2 separate regions of the Mus musculus genome follow, and region 1 is linked to region 2. Evidence: chromatin contacts called from public HiChIP or PLAC-seq data. All regions are on one chromosome and are shown on one strand. Each heading gives the region's core, a stretch centred on a gene start, on an enhancer-like site or on the middle of the called end of the contact. The rest is flanking DNA. Distances are from core to core; before and after follow the strand shown. Region 1 holds the start of Clec2g (C-type lectin domain family 2, member g). Region 2 holds the start of Tulp3 (tubby-like protein 3).

What was found. HiChIP or PLAC-seq counts read pairs in DNA pulled down with a chosen protein or histone mark.
Region 1: a contact with region 2 is called in a FOXA1 HiChIP or PLAC-seq map of pancreatic cancer cells. The contact joins the promoter of Clec2g here to the promoter of Tulp3 in region 2. A contact is called at or near these places in 2 of 115 datasets of contacts at active chromatin or transcription factors (bone marrow-derived macrophages and pancreatic cancer cells).

Annotation. Positions count from the first base shown.
Region 1 is chr6:128,931,437-128,936,002 of GRCm38.p6, forward strand. It overlaps Clec2g (C-type lectin domain family 2, member g), which reads left to right and starts at 2,945. Exons shown (of 7, transcript NM_027562.4): 1 at 2,945-3,046. The coding sequence starts at 2,981.
Region 2 is chr6:128,354,196-128,358,252 of GRCm38.p6, forward strand. It overlaps Tulp3 (tubby-like protein 3), which reads right to left and starts at 1,656. Exons shown (of 11, transcript NM_011657.2): 1 at 1,543-1,656. The coding sequence starts at 1,583. It overlaps Rhno1 (RAD9-HUS1-RAD1 interacting nuclear orphan 1), which reads right to left. Exons shown (of 3, transcript NM_001326585.1): 3 at 2,805-3,998. The coding sequence ends at 3,456.

The DNA.
Region 1 (4,566 bases), core at 1,695-4,194, 580 kb after region 2:
CTACATACATGCATACATATATACATACATTCTAGCATACAGGCCAACAAAGCACTGTTACAGGTAAGATAAATAAGACTGAAACAGTCATTTAAAAAGTATATACTCATCGCTTCTCAGCCTTTTGGCTAAGTCAAGTGTAAAAGTATATACAGACCCCATACCCTATCTCAGTTTCCCCATTGTCTGCTGCAGACTCTCCCTGCTCCTCTACCTCAGCTGTGAGTACTCACCTTTCCAGATGCCATAAAATGTGTCCATGAAGCAGAGAGGTCCCACCTGAGTTCTTTCAGCTTGTCACAGCAATGCCCTCTGCTCATCACTACTCACACTGCAGTGCTTATCAGTAGCATGTCAGAAACAAGCAGTGCTGGAGAGATGCTGAGAGACCATGTCTACAGCACTGCTGACACAGTACCATGCTCTGAGTTCAGAATTTTGCATGAGTCTCACCAGCAAATATTATACAAAGATGTTGTGAAAGGCTGTCAAGAAACTTTTAGAGAGGTGAAAGGAGGAGGTTAGTAGTGGCAGTTGGGTGTCTCCTCTCAAAGGAAACTGCCACTCCCTGTAGTTCTCTGACTTGGTTTGCATAAGCTTACTGGAAGGCTTAGTTTAGGGACCTTTTGGGTAAGAAGCCCTTGGGATATTTTGCCTGTTAAAGTGGCATGAGATAGGGCAAGCCCAGGCTTGTGTTCTGAGTTGTTTCTTGTGTTGAGAGAAGGTTTACCTTGTCATCAGCTTGGGGATATTTAAATGGTTGCAAATATGTCATTTTCACAGGGATCCTTAAAGGTGCTGAAAATATTCACATAAAGATATCTTGCCACTTAAATGCAGGCTGTCCTTTCCAGCATGGGGATATGTGGGTGGATAGGAGCATATTACATTTTACACTTAAAAACAGCTTTGTAGTCGCTGTACAATTTAGCCTTAAAAAGGTGTTAGTTCTATGTCAACATGGACATCCGCATCAATGTATAACCATCCTGTTATGGAGACAGTGATTTTGCTCTTAAATCTAAGATGATTTTTGCCCAAGACAAGTTCACAAACACTCTCCCTTATTTTTCTAAAAATTCAAATGACTTTATGATATTAAGTTTTGTGCTTGGGTCTGTTTGTCTACAAATGGACTGTAGTAGTTTGTGTTTATTTTATTTTATTTTATTTTACTTTTTAAATAAAAATACATCTTTATGTGTAAAAAAAACAAAGAACGAAACCCACCATTTTTCCATTATAAAAATCCATAAAAAGAATCGTATGAATTAAGAGGCTGCATTTGCAAGGTGAAAGGCTGGAAAGGTTGAATGATGATTAAAACTATACAAATTCTTTTTAAACTAAGTGGAACCTAAATTAAGTAAACACTGTTAGTCAGTGCTATGTAACGTGGCTATACAATTCAGCAAGCGACCATAAAATTCTTTTTTCCCTTTTTCTACTTCTCTGACCCAGAGCTTTTCTATGTACTCAGACTGGTCTTAAACTTTTGAGCCCTCTTTTTTGGGGCAGAGGGGTCAAATTACCCTTTCACAGGGGTCTCATATTTGACATCCTGCATATCAAATATTTACATTATACTTCATAATCGTACCAGAATTACAGTTATGAAGTAACAACAAAGTAATTTTATGGTCGAGAATCATCACAGTGTGCAGAACTGTATTAAAGTGTCACAGCATGGGCAAGGTTGAGAAACACTGGTCTAGAGGCATTCCTTGTGGTGATAAAAGTGGCAGTGGGCATTATCATTCTGTCTCCACACCAGTAGCAAAATGTTTCCATATGTAAACATGTAATATTAGACAGCCTGAGTCTGTAGTCCTGAGGCAGGATCTGGCTCCCGAACAAAGGATCTCTTATTCCCTGAGAGGCAAGAAGTGTGTTTAGCTCTGACTGTGATCCCCAACTCTCTCCTTTCTGACTCTGTCTCCTAGAGATTTTGTCTCTGGGCTTTTTAACACAGAGACTCCTCTGACCTTGCTCTGGGTGTCCCTGTAAATAATGCCCTCAAAACTCAGAGTTGTAACACCATAGGGCTCACCTACCCTGAGGATCACTGTCTGATGTGTGGTATTCAGGGCAGGAAAGAATTGGTAATATTTTCTTTTTGTTGTTTTTGTAGTTGTTTTGTGTGTGTGTGTTTGTGTGTTTTTTTGTTGTCATCTTTTATTTCCAAATTGATTCCCGCTGGACAGTAAAACTGGTCTCATCATCCAGCCCCTTTTGGCTTTGTTAAAATCTCTTTGTCTACAGCATTAGTTTCACTTCATTACAGTCTAAGGAAATGCCTTTCTTTTTTTTTTTTCCATTTTTTATTAGGTATTTAGCTCATTTACATTTCCGATGCTATACCAAAAGTCCCCCATACCCACCCACCCCCACTCCCCTACCCACCCACTCCCCCTTTTTGGCCCTGGCGTTCCCCTGTACTGGGGCATATAAAGTTTGCGTGTCCAATGGGCCTCTCTTTCCAGTGATGGCCGACTAGGCCATCTTTTGATACATATGCAGCTAGAGTCAAGAGCTCCGGGGTACTGGTTAGTTCATAATGTTGTTCCACCTATAGGGTTGCAGATCCCTTTAGCTCCTTGGGTAATTTCTCTAGCTCTTCCATTGGGAGCCCTGTGATCCATCCATTAGCTGACTGTGAGCATCCACTTCTGTGTTTGCTAGGCCCTGGCATAGTCTCACAAGAGACAGCTACATCTGGGTCCTTTCGATAAAATCTTGCTAGTGTATGCAATGGTGTCAGCGTTTGGATGCTGATTATGGGGTATGGATTTGGATCCAGGGATCCACCCTATAATAATAAATGCCTTTCTTACAATGAGTCAAACAAATTTGCACAGGAAGGAGGAGCTCGAGCTACCAGATTGGCCGGTTGGGTTGAGTTGATCAAATCCCATATATTTGTGCCTGTCAGCTTTCAAGTTTCAATCCTATAGTGGTAACTCAGCTTCTCAGCTCTGAGATGAACATTACAAGGGCTTCCCTACCTATGCTCAACACCACTTGCAGCTGCAGGAGGGAGAAGTGGGTACGTATTCAATACTATTTGAACCAAACTATAAGAGCAGAGAGGAGCTTCACCAGGGAAGGAAGGCAAAAGAGCTGAACCTTGAACAAAATAAGGACAGAAGGGCGTCTGTGAGCCCGTCACTGCGGGTCTGCAGAGCAGGAGAATGCAGTCGGGATTAGCTATGAGGTTGTTACATTAGTTATTCTATTGGAGTATACAATACTCGAATAGTTCTCAGGCAAGAGAAATGAACAGTGAGTCACCTTCTAAGAGCCAGAGCTGTAGCTACAGCTTTCGTTCTTTGTACTTATCTTGCTAGTCCACTCTTCTCAGAGATCTGGTAAATTACAGTCTGGTGGATTACACCAAATTGCTGTAGTAAAAGTTTGCTTTACATGTCCCTGAGTGAAGGAAACTCAGACAACAGCTTTGCAATGTGCATAGTGACAGAAGTTGCCTGGGAAGCTTGGAGCGTGTGTTTTGCAAATCCATTGTAATTAAAATTGAATTGTAAGGAGGTGGCATGGGGTGGGGGTGGGGGTGGGGGGGGGCTGAAACTTCCCTGGACCAATTCCTTCCCATTTTGAGTTCTTGATAAGTTACAGAAAAAGAATATAATGGGGTTTTCTACTTCAGCCTTCAGAAAGTAAGCAAAATTATGTTTCTTGTGTTTCAAACTGTATATGCTTCATTATATTGTGTTCCTTTATGTCTCTTTTTGTCATTTATTGAAGAATACTGGATTTTGAGAAAACAAGATTGATATTTATCAATATACAAAATTCACAGCAAATGTTAATGCTTATCACTTAAAGCAAGTATTCTGACTGAAACTATTATTATTATTACTGATAATGATGATGACGATTGATTGATTCTTCAGCATTTCCAATAATGTTAGGAAAATGACATCTCAAGAAGAGGAAATATGAAGCATTTAGTCAATAGAAACTGAGTTTAGGTAAAGAAGCAACAGGTTAAATCTTTGAAAGCTTGAACTTGCATATTGTTTTTGTGAGGTCATTAAGAAATCTGGCAGTCATGAGGGTGGTGGTGGTGCTTGCCTTTAATCCTAGCACTTGGGAGGCAGAGGCAGGCGGATTTTTCAGTTCGAGGCCAGCCTGGTCTACAAAGTGAGTTTCAGGACAGCCAGGACTATACAGAGAAACACTGTCTTGAGAAACCAAAAAAAAAAAAAAAAAAAAAAAAAATTCTGGCAGCCCTAGCTAGTTAACGAATTTATTAATGTGTAAGTATCATGGTGGATTATCTTAGGGTAAGGAGCTAGGTCTGTTTTCTAGCTGTCAAGCTACAATAGCCAATGGTGTCAGAATCCTGGGGAAGAATAAATTTTAATCTTGGAGTTACATATTAATTAAAAAATGACAGTTCATCTATAGTCCAAACAGTACCCAGGTCCCTATGATCTGCATGGCAACTTGGGTGGAGTCACTAGGGCTTTCAAGCCCAGAAGAAGGAAGGCCTTGCCCTCCTTGGAACAGGTAATGCCTGGAATGAGAAATTATTGACCTTCACTC
Region 2 (4,057 bases), core at 406-2,905:
AGGAGAAACTAGGGGCTCCCACGGGCTCCTTTCCTGTCAATCAACTGGAAATTAAAGAGTCGATTTCTTTCTTTGGAAGAAAAGGTGGGGGAGGAGGCATTAAAGCTTAAAGCTTCAAGTCCAGGAGATGAAAACAAAACAAAACAAAAACCTGCCAGCTGGTCCCAGTTTCAAAGTCAAGTCCTTGTTCCCTAAAATCATGAGTCATGGAAGGCAGAGTCAGATGGGTCTGTATGAGTTTGAGGCTAACCTGGTTTGAATATCGAGTTTCAGTCTTGCTTCATAAGACCTATCTCAAAAAATAAAATAAAAATAAAATCACATCCCTAAGAAATTTACTTCTCTAAAAATCATTTCGTTAACAACTAAATCCCTCAACTGAACGCGATATCATTTGATTTCAACCGGATACACGCTGAATTCTAACTTTCCTACCCCGACCTTACCCTTGTAAATGGATCTTCGGTTCCCAAAATGGAGAAGTTGTAAACAAATTTCAGAGAGCAGCTATCATGTTTATAGAATTTAGTTGATGAAAGATTAAAACAGGTGACGCCTTGGGAGGCAGAGGTAGGGGGCAAATGTTCAAAGTCCTCCTTATTAACTTATTATTAAGTTTCAGGGAAGCCTAGTCTGGATGGGACCCACGGGGGGTGGGGGGGTCGCTATTCCGTCTTTATAACTTTGTAAAATATGGTTTCGGATCAGTTAAAAACCAGTTTAAACGTCAGACCAAATCCTAACACGCCAAGCCTTTATCGCTGTGGTAATGGAATGGTAAAGGAAGAATGTAGTTGGCGTGTTTGATTTTAATCCTCACACCATGCCAAAGTTTTGAGCCAGTGATTTCACACGGCCCCCCATTAACTTTTCGTTAGCCTAGCTGACAAGAAATGAACAGGCTGAGATTGCAGCCCGTTTGTCTTTCCAAGCTCACCATGTGAACCAGGCAAAAAGAGGGGTATTGGTAGAAAAGCCAGGGGCACGAGCAAGAGTACGGATCAGTCTAAACTAAGTCCTGATTGAAAGAACTGCTAGAACTCAGGGGAAGGAAGAAAGAAGAAAAGAACAGTTTTGCATTTTCAGCTCTCGGACTCGTTCCAGAATTCCGCAATGACTGCCAAATGCAACGGCCTTGGAACCAATTAACCATCACTCGCGACCTTCCGCGTCGACTCCCAAGAGTGCCCTCCTTCCAGCTCAGTTCTGATCCTACTCGTGAAAGACATGGGGGAGGGCGAACGCATTGCAAGTAAGGGAATCGAGACCCCAGGGGAGCAGGGCGAGCTGGTCCAGGGTAAACTCCAGGGGAGCGGCTCAAGAGTGCTGGCGGCACGGGATGCACAGCGCATTGCAAATGAGGGAATCGGAGGCCCTTGGGGAGTAGGGTGAGCAGGTTCGGGGTAAATTCCAGGAAAGAGACGCGAGAGCGCTCTGGCGACGCGGGGTGTGCAAAGCGCCTGCTCAGCTGGGGACCCGATCTTGGCCTCCGCTCTTGCCCGCCCACCCTGGAGACCCCAGCCCGCCCCACCGCCGCCTGACCTGTCCCCGCGGGGTCCGGGTGCGCAGCGCGCCGCCTCCATACCCGCCCGACCGGTGGCATCAGCGTCCAGACCCCGAGACGCCGCCGCCCGGCTGGAGAGGATGGAGGAGATCGGGCCCCGCCCCTGACAACCACACCCCGCACTGTCGCCGACGCCCATTGGTCCAGTGCCCTACGCTCCCCTCTCACTGGCAAATGGCGTTAGCCATGATGCTGGAGGGTTTCCAGGGGGCGGGAGGCACCGGGAGGCGAAGGCGCGTGCGCTAGATCCGGGAGCAGCCCCCCGGGGTTGGGTCGGAAGAGTCTGCTGCTCCATTCCACCGCTCCGGGACTGGCCCCCACAGAGCGATCCCCAGCACCCCTCTGTGGCACCGAGAACATCCAGGCTGCTGCCTTGGGTTTTCTACTCTTTATCACCTGAAGCCTCAGCATCTGACCACCGACTCTGGGATAGCCGAGGCCTTCAGCCTCCCAAACCAGCCTTTGCCCAAAGCCCGACTGAGGGATCCCTACCTGGGGACCTTCAGCAAATGTCCTTATTTAGTGAGGGTAGCAGCTAAGCTGTCCTCTCTGCAGTAAATCATGCCTCCAGCCATCAATGCCTTTGTGGCTTTGGTCCCTATAGGACTTTATGACCAGAACTATAGCATATAAACTTAATTAGTAAGGCCAAAGTCACACTGATGTTGAATCCAAAAATTCACTTAAAAAATAATGTATTTATTTTGAGACAGGATTTCACTATACTATCCTCGGTTGGTCTGGAACTCTGAGATCCTACTGCCTCTGTCACCCTAGTGCTAGAATTAAAGGCATGTGCCATCGTGCCCTAGGCTATTATGTGTATGTTTCACCTATGTGTATGTCTGCATATCATATGCATCCCTGGTGCCCAAGGCTGTCAGATACCCCGGAACTGGAGTTACAGATGGTTGTGAGTCACCATGTGGGTGCTGGGAATAGAACTCGCGCCTCCGGGCATCCAGGGCTCATAACTGCTGAGCCACCTCTCCAGGTCCCAGAAATTAATTTTTGAAAACTAGGGAATATGATACCTGCACACATAGGCTAGGAAAGCATTGCACTCACTTAGCCCCTCTCCCTGTGGGACTCTGGATTGCTCCTTTGTGTGTGTGTGTGTGTGTGTGCTACAAATCTTCACTCATAAGCTCTGCTTGGTCTAGAAAGGGCTAGTGCTAAATGAGTAGGGTTGAAAGAGATGCTATTTGAATGAGTAAGAGGACCACTGAGACAGGCACATCCACACTACCCACACTAGAGTGTGAGCTTCCACTTTATGTACACATAGGATAAGTTACTGATAGGAATCCATTTCTCCACCACATGTGATAGCGTCATATTTCTTCCACTGTAAACACATCTCAAAACACAAACCTAAAGTACTCATCCGTCCCCTAGCTCTCTGACCCCATCGTATTCACCAACACAGGCCTGGCTTGGGACCCTTTGAGCCAAGGCTGTCAACCATTAAAAACCAGAGCTCTCTCTTGATTTTCTCCAGTCGCTGAGCCTCACACTCGGTACCAACAGCGTGAGATGAATTAGTTCGAGGCAGAAGACTAATAAGCATAGACCTTTTATAGATGGGCACGAGGCTGCATTACTGACAACGGCTGGGTTCTCTAAAAACTCGGCAGCCATTTATTTACAAACGCTGTGAACAGTACAAGAAACGTCAGAGGTCTAAACAGTTAATGTGAGAAAAATACCAACAGTTCATGACACTAAATTCAACGGTTCCTGGTGCGAGGCGGAACCCTAGAAACCGAACTCCGACTCTGGCTAAGTGGTCTTCCTATTGCTGTTCGTCCCCTTTCATCCTTTCAAACCAGGATGACTTGCGAAACCTCCCCACAGCAGCTCCGGGAAGAACTGAAGCTCTGCGGTCCTGTCAGATCTTCACAAGGAACTGGCTTCCATCCAGCTTCCCCTTCTCCTTAAGGTAGGCAAACAGGTGCCTTCTGCGTCTCCACGTGACCTTAATCCCATACTTCTCCTCAGGGGTGTCCTTGACCAGAACAGGCCCCGGCTCTGGGCTGCTGGGAGTCCCAGGGCCAAGGATGCAGCTTGGAAAACTGTTTTCCTTCTGGTCTGGGGAAATGGGATCGTCTCTTACAGAAGAGTCTGGGGTCTGGATGTCAGGGGGTGCGAACACATGAGGTAAACTGTGAGGTACATGCACTGACAGTTCTCCACAGCTCTGGGGACTGAACAATGGCACTAAAGGCCTTCTGGGTGGGTCCTTTTCTGAGTTCTGGGGCTGCACTCGGTTGGATAGCAACAACGTCTCTGAACTGGAAGACTGTGGACTCTCAAAGGTTAGACGTGGAAACTTGCAGGTAGATCTCCGAGTTGGGCGCCTTGCCTGGTCTCGGTGAGGCTTCCGGTGTATCAGAAACCGGCTTTCCGCTGCTCTATCAAACTGGGGTGACACCTGTGCATAAAAAAAAAAAAAAAAAAAAAAAAAAGGATGGTGGTGGTGGCGAGCCAGCT